Linked DNA regions of Mus musculus: region 2 is linked to region 1. The links are chromatin contacts, called in public Hi-C maps. All regions are on one chromosome and are shown on one strand. The core of a region is the stretch at or near the end of the contact, and the rest is flanking DNA. Distances in the headings are between cores, read along the strand shown.

The links. A called contact is a pair of places that touch in the nucleus more often than the background predicts.
Region 2: a contact with region 1 is called in a Hi-C map of uterus. The contact joins two enhancer-like sites. A contact is called at or near these places in 8 of 484 Hi-C or Micro-C datasets (bone marrow-derived macrophages, embryonic stem cells, liver and 2 more) and 2 of 115 datasets of contacts at active chromatin or transcription factors (bone marrow-derived dendritic cells and embryonic stem cells).

The regions. Positions count from the first base shown.
Region 1 is chr6:53,009,085-53,013,527 of GRCm38.p6, reverse strand. All of the region lies in intron 1 of Jazf1 (JAZF zinc finger 1), which reads left to right. Among named protein-coding and RNA genes, the nearest start is that of Gm33219, 35 kb to the right of the region's middle. Within about 2 kb of position 1,382, at least 2 of the 459 cell types and tissues checked have an H3K27ac peak or open chromatin away from gene starts, as enhancers often do. A contact at or near this core is called in uterus, where this site is marked.
Region 2 is chr6:53,153,572-53,158,438 of GRCm38.p6, reverse strand. No RefSeq gene overlaps it. Among named protein-coding and RNA genes, the nearest start is that of Gm4872, 66 kb to the left of the region's middle. Within about 2 kb of position 3,613, at least 23 of the 459 cell types and tissues checked have an H3K27ac peak or open chromatin away from gene starts, as enhancers often do. A contact at or near this core is called in uterus, where this site is marked.

The sequences.
Region 1 (4,443 bases), core at 133-2,632:
ACTGAAGTATCTGCACTTTGGTCTTCCTTCTTCTTGAGCTTCTTGTGGCCTGTGAATTGTATCTTGGGCATTCTGAGCTTCTGGGCTAATATCCACTTATCAGTGAGTGCATACCATGTGTGTTCTTTTGTAACTGAGTTACCTCACTCAGGATGATATTTTCTAGTTCCATCCATTTGCCTAAGAATTTCATGAAGTCATTGTTTTTTATAGCTGAGTAGTACTCTATTGTGTAAATGTACCACATTTTCTGTGTCCATTGAGGGACATCTGGGTTGTTTCCAGCTCCTGGCTATTATAAATAAGGCTGCTTTGAATATAGTGGAGCATGTGTAGGACAGAATTTAAAAGCATCTGTGAAGTAAAATTTCAGCCTAGCCCCCTTTGTGTCACCGTGCTTTGTAGGACTAGGGAAAGGGAGTGTCCCATTCTGGTCCCTCAAGAGCACAGGGACAGTGTTTAAATGAGCTATGGCTGCCCTGGCATCAGAGATTCCCCTCTGAGGCTGTTCTCCTATCTTTCGGCCATGTTGCTCCGTGGTGTGTTCTCCCACCTCTGGCCTCTGCATGCACGGTCCAGCAGTCCGCCCAAGATTCACTCTCTTGAAATTCAGATTGAATGTAGGCTTACCCTAAGGGCCTTGCTATAATCTTCAGTACCTCTGAAAAGCTCTGTCTGTCAGGGCTGCATTCTGGGGCACAGAAATTAGAACATCAACAATTTTAGGAAGAAACTATCAACCAATAGCAACCAGCATATCACATGTTGCCAACTCTCACTCACTCTGTTCATTTGTTTCTTAGTGGCCAGTGGTAAAGATGGCCAGAAAGGAAGCAGGAAGTCTGATTGACTTCTCTGTTCAGGTCAGATCTGACCGTAAAGAATATTCTTACTCTACTTCCTATTTTTATTATTTTGTCCTTTTGGGACATTTACTGGAGCCGCTTTTTTCCGACCTTACTTGATTTGCCAGATGGAGATGTACCTGTCTCCGTCCCTCTGCAGGGGCTACCGACTCACAGCATGATTCAGTAGACAATGAATGCTGTCACTGTGTGAGGGTGCCGGCCAGCTGATGATGCTGGGGGTGAGCCTACTGTGCGAAGCTGGGCTCATCTGTTCAGACCTGAAGACAGGTAATGGAAGGCAGGCCTCATGGACACCTTTGGTCCAGCCATCTCCAGCCTGTGTCTTCTTCCATGCATATCTAGGAGGGGCCCTTAAATCTGGCTCTCTGTCTAGATGTCACCGTGATCACAAGAACAAGTCCCGTTTGCAGAAGAAGAGTCATGAAAACACTCTAGCCCTGGGTCTAGGTCACCAGTTTCTGTCAGAGTGACCCAGGTCACTGTGGTGAGTTCTGGAATTAGGGTCATATAATCACACGAGCTGTTGCAGAGGATGCTCCAGATGTGGTGGGCTGCGTGGCCAGGGTAGGTGGAAGATGTCCTGTCCTAGAAGAAGAGGAGGGAAGGCATGAGTCTGGCAGAAGGGCTCACATAGCTGACACACTCTCATTTCTTTCACAGAGGATCATGCTGGTTGCAGGTTTAAAATTGGAGCTTAGAATGCTTTCATTTCCCCGTGATTTTAATAATTCATTGAATTAAACAGAAATAAGCATCCCCACTTTGTGGCTTGCTGCTAGGCTAAAAGTTTTTTATTTCAAAGTTTTTCACGAATACAAAAAAAAAAATATATTCTTTGGTCCTGAAACCTTTTCTTCCCATGTGAATATTGGCACTAATCTAGCCTATAGGTCTCAAACTAGCTTGGAGAAAAATTGTGACAGATTTTCTAGTCATTGGACTCAGCCATCCTAGATGATCACAACACAGAAGGGTGATTATGGGTTGAAGACATACATTTAATTGTGAAGCATAGAAGGGCTGCCTGAAGCAGTGCATGCAGTGTTTAGCCTGATGCATGTGGGTTCATGTATTTTGCTCAGTTAAACAGGATCTCTGCTCTGCCAGATCCTACAGGGAAACACACAACACAAGACATTAGATACCAGTCCCATGAACATAGCATGCCTCTGTAACATTTAACTCTTTTTCAAGCTTAAAAAAAAAAAAGATACAGTGGCCTTTCACACTTAGGAGACTGGGGATGCAGAGGTGAGCCTGAATATAATTTCAGTGCGCATGAGTGGGAGGATGACAGTTTGATGACAGCTCCCTCCTTGTATGTGGGTCACAGGAAAGAGTAGCATTGATACAGACTCAGAGCTTGTGTGGAAACCATCACACTCCTGCATCATGGTACACTTCACAGCTTTGTATATGACTTCTAGACCCTACTAGTCAGTTCCGAGTTATGTTTCTAGTTGGATGGTTACTTTGTACTGTAGATACTGTTCATTGTATTTCTATTTTATCACTACATGGATGTACCAGCCTCCCCCGTCAGGGGACCCAGTGGCCAGAGGAGGCTAAGAGAAACCCTGAGCTTCATATAGATAGGAAGTAAGAGGAGCAGGGAACTATGTTACTTGGAAAGTTAAGGACTTTGGGTTTAATTTACTAGCATCATTGAACTCTCAAGAAACTGTGGGGAGTGGAAATAATTGAGAATGTCAGAACCTTGTTAAAATACCATCGCGTGTGCCTGTTGTGCAGTGTGCCTTCTAGTCTAAAAGTGGAACTCTGCAGGAAAGATGGGCAAGGGTGATAACATTCATAACGTCCTGTCTTTTACTTATTTGTGAAATCTCAAAAAAATCCTTGCACTCTTCCAAATTAAAGGAAGCATTTTCCAACTCTGCTTCTTGTTTTCTCTCTCCTTTCTTTGTCATGTTTCTGATACCATAGCAGTCGCGACATAGATGAATTCTGTCGTTGATAAGAATTTTTCCAGGATTTATGTTGGATTTTTTTCCCCTTTAAATAAATTGTGAGAATAAAATAGTGTCCCCACATTATAAGCTTGTGAGTGGCAATCTGTGTCTGTGCCTCTCCAAGCCAAGCTTCTGCATGAATGGTTTAGTGCTAAGGACCTTGTGTCCACTGAGCTGTGGGAAAGCTTCCTCCTCAGCAGCACTTGAGCTTGAGGCCAAGATCAGTCCTTGAGGACTGTGGATCATCATAAGGATGGCCATGGCAGGGAACGCCATTTTCCCACCTCAGATGTTCAAATGGATGGGAGGGGAACAAGACAAAAAGGAAGGCTCAGTGCTGTGGTGGTGACAGGATGAATACAATGCCACTCGCTGTGGCCATCCCCAAAAGAGCTACAGTGTCATGCAGTGTGGCCATCCCAGAAAGAGCTGAAGAGCATGTCTTTACCTCTGTCATGTCTACACTCTAGCATTAGACACACCCATTCACAAACATGCACATAAATGTAACTGCATTCATGAGATCTTGTTTTCAGTCATGACATGTGTGGGAATTGATGTCCTCAGTCAGCAAGAACATGTTTTACATATGGTATTGGGCCTAGTGAGTATTTACCTGGATGTATCAGAGGTGGAGTCTGTGTCTCACTCTGTTCAAATAAACTCCAGCTTGCTACATTCCTTTAATATGGTGACTAATGGTTGTAATTAACTGGCCTGGTATTTAGGATCAAATCCAGGGCCTCACATATTATACCTTCAGCCCAACACTGATATTTCTAACAAAGTTTGTTGTTCCTGCTTAAAATGCAAAAGAACTGTGAAAATACAATGTCCTTTATAGTCTTGAACTGAAAGGGATTCTTATCTGGGACTTAAAATTCAAAAGCCATAAAAGGAATAAATAAATAAATAAATAAATAAATAAATTTGATTCAATTTAAAAGTGTTTATATGGTAAAAAATATATAGTAAACACATTAAAAACATATGAAAATCTGTCTGTAGAAAACATACCTCCAGATGATTGTGAGCACCTTTCCCAGGCAGTAGGAAAAGAGGCGAGTGGCAGGAACCAGTTGTCCACACAGAACTGCATTGCCATCTTTTAAATCTAAAATTGTTTACCCATGAAGTCAGAGAAATGTGGATTGAAGCTATGAAGGACTAGCACTTTCTAAAGAATGACATGTGTATCAGCCTGATGGGGAGCACCTGCACTGTATTTCTGTGGGAGCACAGATGCCGCAGCCCTGGTACCCTTTGACACAGTCTGTCCCTGACAGGCTTTCCTGTTGATATATCTGAATGCTTATAAAGTGGCACAAAAAGGAGGTTTGCCGCCAGACCACTGTTTGTCCTAGAAAACATTGGAAGTGATTCAAGGATCCATTAGCGAAGAGATACATAAGTAAATCATGATCCATCTATACAGTGGGACACTGTGTGGCAATTTAAAAAGAACATGGCAATGCTTTATGCGCTGATTTAGAAAGAGCTCCAAGCAGAGTCATTAAATGAAAACAGCAAGGTATGAAACACAGTATGTAGGATTCTGCCTTTGATGTAGAAAGGAGGCAGAGTCTGACGATGTCCACATCTTC
Region 2 (4,867 bases), core at 2,364-4,863, 140 kb before region 1:
TGGGGCGGTGGTTCTGTGTGGAAGTTGGAGCAGGGTGTGGGGAGATGGTTTTCTGTGCTTTTCTTGTATTCTCCTTTTAGTGCAACATATGATGTCAGTATTTACTACTTATATTTTTTTTAATTCATTATTTGAAAAGGGGGAGTTCTACCGGACAGTTTTCTAAAGTAGGAGAGGTGAGACCCATCATTCATTGCTAAAACTGTAGTTTTAAGTTAGGTAAGTCCCTCTGGTTGACTCCTCCCCCCCCCCCCCAACGGTTGTCAAGACAACTTTCCCTTTCTCCATAACATTGAGAGAATTAGGTGTCAGCCTGGCATGGGGACAGAAATAGTGGCTGAATTCCAAATATGGATGTGCTAGGAAGGCCACCAAGTTATTGTTCTCACAGGTTCGTGTAACACCTTGTAAATAACCTCTTGCCCAGTGGATGCTCAATAAACCTGGCTGACTCATCTGTCACAGAAGCAGAATTAACATCCAAGGACTCACCTGAGTCACTTAATCAGAGAATCAATTTCACCTTACTTGTCGTGGGAAAAAAATATTTCTAGTAAGTCAAGAAAATCATGGAGGAGATCATTTCATGTCAAGGACTCCAACACAAAGCTAGAAGTTAAAATGATATAAGCAACAGAGGCAGATCTCAATTTGCTTTGCATCAGGGTTGGCTGTGCTAAGCACACTTAACTTAAACTCTGGCCACATGTGGAAGTCATATTTACCATGTCAAGAACATAGTTTCACTTTACAGTGCTTAATACACAAGCCCCACATCATGTTGTTCTTTGTTTAAAATGTGAGCTATTTCAAAGCCAACGTTTGGTAGTAGGATTGGTAGAGTCCTGGAGAAACTTGCTTCCCTCCCCTGCACTTTACTTCTTGTGGTCCTGAGAACACGATTTTATCAGATATCAATCTCTGACCCAGCCTCCAAGTGGATTTTATTGAAGCTGCTGTAATTCCACCACCAGAAAACATGACAAATAGCCAAGCTGTCACTGAAGATTTATGCTGGGTTTTGAAACCCATTATCTTTTAGGAAATATTGCATGATGTGATTCACTGAGCGGTAGCAGGCTCATATAACCCAAGGTTTTTCTGTATTGATTTCACGGTCTGTATAACAAACCTGAGTGTCTGCTTTCTTGGGCTCGCATGGCCAAAGCCACAATCAGCTTCAGGGATCATTAGCAAAAAATAAGTGTAGCCTGCAATCCTAAGGACCCCAGACGAGCTTTTCCCGCGCTGTGCATAGCGCGGACACAGTCAAGAGGGGAATGTGTTGCTTTGACTGCTCTCACTGCAGAATGGCTTGGCTTGGCTTGGCTTGGCCACTTTGCACTGCTGGCAGAGGAATGGAGCCACTTCAGGCAATGCAGTACTGGGACTTAATGTAAGGAGGCTCCCCCAGGGGCAGCACTCCAGGGGCTCCCCTGGGGTAGTACTCCTGGGGCAGGCCCTTATCCAGTGTGTGGGTGTGTGTGCTCCAGAGACGGTGAGTACAGAGGAAGGCCTTTCCCATCAGTTCTCTTTTCCCAACACCTTTCCTTTTATCTGTGAAAATTCTCTACAGACTCTTATAATGAAATCTCAAGGCTTCAAATTAAAAGGGAGGAGAAGGCACAAGTAAAGGAAGATGGTGGATGATGGGTGTCCCTTTGAGGACTATTTAAACAGACTGCTAATAATCCATGTGCTGCAGCCAAGGGGCGATGTCCTGTCAGTGCTGAGCATGGTCCTCTAGCTGGCTACCCTCCTCCACCTCCTCCACTCCTCTCATTCTTCTGCACTGGGGATTGAACCTAGGACCTTATGGTGTTCTACCCCTGTGCTATACCCCCCAGCCTTCCTTTTACTTTTTGATTTTTGAGTCAGGCCCTTGAACTTACAAACCTGTTGCACCAGCCTCCTGAGTAACTGGTGCTCTGTAATCCTGCACCACCAGGCTCAGCTCTCACTTAATTTTTCTGAGTTTTTAAAATCCAATCCATTGTCCATCTTTGCTCTCACTTTACTGTAAGACCTCTCCTCTGCATCAGTGGTGGCTGACCAGTTTCCTCTCCTTAGAGTGCCTGCTGTTTGTTGGACCCAGCCCACACTGCTGACTGTCCTTCAACCTTAAGAGCATCTCACTCCTCTCACGAAACCACATTTCCTGTCTGTGGCCTCTCCTCTTCTCTGGTCTGCTTTCTTCACTGAACAGATAATAGATAACTTAGAGCCGATGTGTCAAGAAAGAACTCACCTTTAGTGTCTTTTGCTACTGATTTCACCACCACAGCCTGGGATGGAAATTCTCTCAAATGTATCTCATTCTTAAAGAACTGGGAAAGGGTAAATTTGTGTGCAGAAGTCACCAGATGCCCGATACCCAATTGGTGACAGGACTGATTCTTCAAAGAGACAACACTGAGTTTCAAAGGAACTATATATCCTGACACCCAGGTCCTGGCCTTGAACTCGTGGCACAATCCTGCCCCAGCCTCCCAAGCTACTGGGACTACAGGCGTGCGCCACCACGCCCGGCCTCAAGGGAACTGTATATCCTACAACCTCAACTACTCACTGAATGTGACATTTTTCTAACATAGCCTCAGCCTGAGCTGGGGGGAGGGAAAAAATGTTCCCTACCAGGAAAGCATAAGCACTGTCCAGCTAAGAAGAGGATCAAAGGTGCTGCTTAGCTCAGAAAGCCCCCTTTCCCTAAGCTGATAGGAGATTTTATAAACCCTCATTGAGAAAACTTTGAATGAGAGGTGACGTTCTGTGTTTTCTGGGGCATCAGCTATAACTAATAATGGGGGCTGTGCTAGTATAAAGAGGCAGTTGCAACATAGGAAGAAGTAATGAGGTTAGGGAGGGACAATGGGGTTCATGGTCATAGCCCCTTCTGATCACTTTAAGCATTGTCTGCTGACCTGGGTGATGTCACTTCCTGACCTTATACTTAGAAACACTCTTGCTGGAAACATGTCTGATCTAGCATTTCTCGAGGTCAGCACTGTTACATCGGGGGCAGATGATCCTCCGAAGTGGAGACTGCTGGTGCACCTTGGACATTGAGCAGTACCCTTGGCTTCCAGCCATTTGAGGCCAGTACCATTTTTGTCCCGCCATCATCCTATTCTTACAACAACAACAACAAACTCTTGCCTGGCATTACCCAAAATCTCATTGAAGAAAAAGCACCCCAGCTCAGACCATCATCCTCAGATGTCTGTAGATTTCAAAAGGTGGCTGTGAAGAGGAGTGTTTTCAGATCAGTGGGTTTACAGGCAGAACAAAATGGGTGCTATGTGGAATGCAAGAAACAGACTGGGCACAGAAAGAGGCAGAGCAGACTCTCAGTCACACGTAACGTATCCGCAAGTCCCTGGTGAGCTCTGGTGCCATTGAGAATTGTCTCATTCCAAATGGGTTCCATCTGCAAGACAGTCAGACCGTCCCTGTTCCAGAGGCATGTGTTTGAAGATGTGTTGTCACTTTGTTTGTTTTTCTGGCACCCAGGCAAGAGGCCACTCCATCCTCCCCCATCTTCCCGCCTGGTCACCGGATGGGGCGTGACCTCTTCAAGGCAGCTTCCTGTTGTAGTAATCTATTCCTCAAGAGAAGTTCAGCATGAACAGAACTCTGTCTCCTTCAAGGTCATGGTCATAAAGGCTGAACTTGGCTGTCTGTAGAATAAACTGCTAGGAAAGTTCAGTTTCACAATCATGGTTCTTTCATCACCCAGTACTGTCATGGTGCAAGAAAAACAGAAGGGCTGCTCTGACCCCAATCAAGTCTGACATGGATCTAATTTAAATGTGTTTTTGTTTATAAACTGCTTTTTATCAATTGAGTGACAAGAAAGGGCCAGGGAAGGAACTTGTTAGCTAGTTGATGGTGCCACAGCTGGCCTCTCCCCACTGCTACATCTCAGCATGCCAGCAGATGTTCCCAGGTGATCTTCCAATCCAGCGTGTATTCTCCAGGGTCTTGTGCACAGCAGTACTGTCCCTTTACAAAACCAGCTCCCTCTGCTAGTTGGCTGGAATTCCTCTTTGCCACTGGCCTGGTGTCTGGAGATGTGTTACCACTTTGATCTGTTTGATTCTATGGCACCTAAAACTAAATAAATACCATATCAGAGTCAAGCAGGATATGGGAATGCTTGCTTTTGGCTTTGTTCTGTGCTAATAGCACAGGCTGTGCAATGGAAAGAAAGTATAGTTTGTCTAAGGTCACACAGACCAGGTAATGGACCAAGAACTAGAAAATAGACCAAGCTAAGCTGTCTGTTGCCTTAAGCTTGGCCACCCCAGCTGGGAGTATCCTAACTACAGGGTCACAAACTGTAAAGCTCTTACTCATCAGATATAATCAAATGAATAGGATTTAGAAGGAGCAACTAAGCAAAACTGCGATGTATACATAGCCTTTTAGATAATGTAAATAAATATAGCGTCTTTGAACCTCAAATATTGGAGTGCTGCTTCTACAGGCAATCAAGCAATGTAGAGCAATGCACAAACCACCACACACACACACACACACACACACACACACATACCATCACCATCATCACATACCACACATACATGCACATATACAACATACCGCACACTCATACACCACCACCACCACACCACACACACACACACACACACACACACACACACACACACATCCCATCACCACGATCACATACCACACATACACATACATATACAACATACCACACACCCCCATATACACACTACGCACCACCACCACCATAGCACACACACACACATACCATCACCACCATCACACACCACACATACACAATATAACACACACACACCCCACATACATAACTATTAACAAGTACATAGTATCTTGG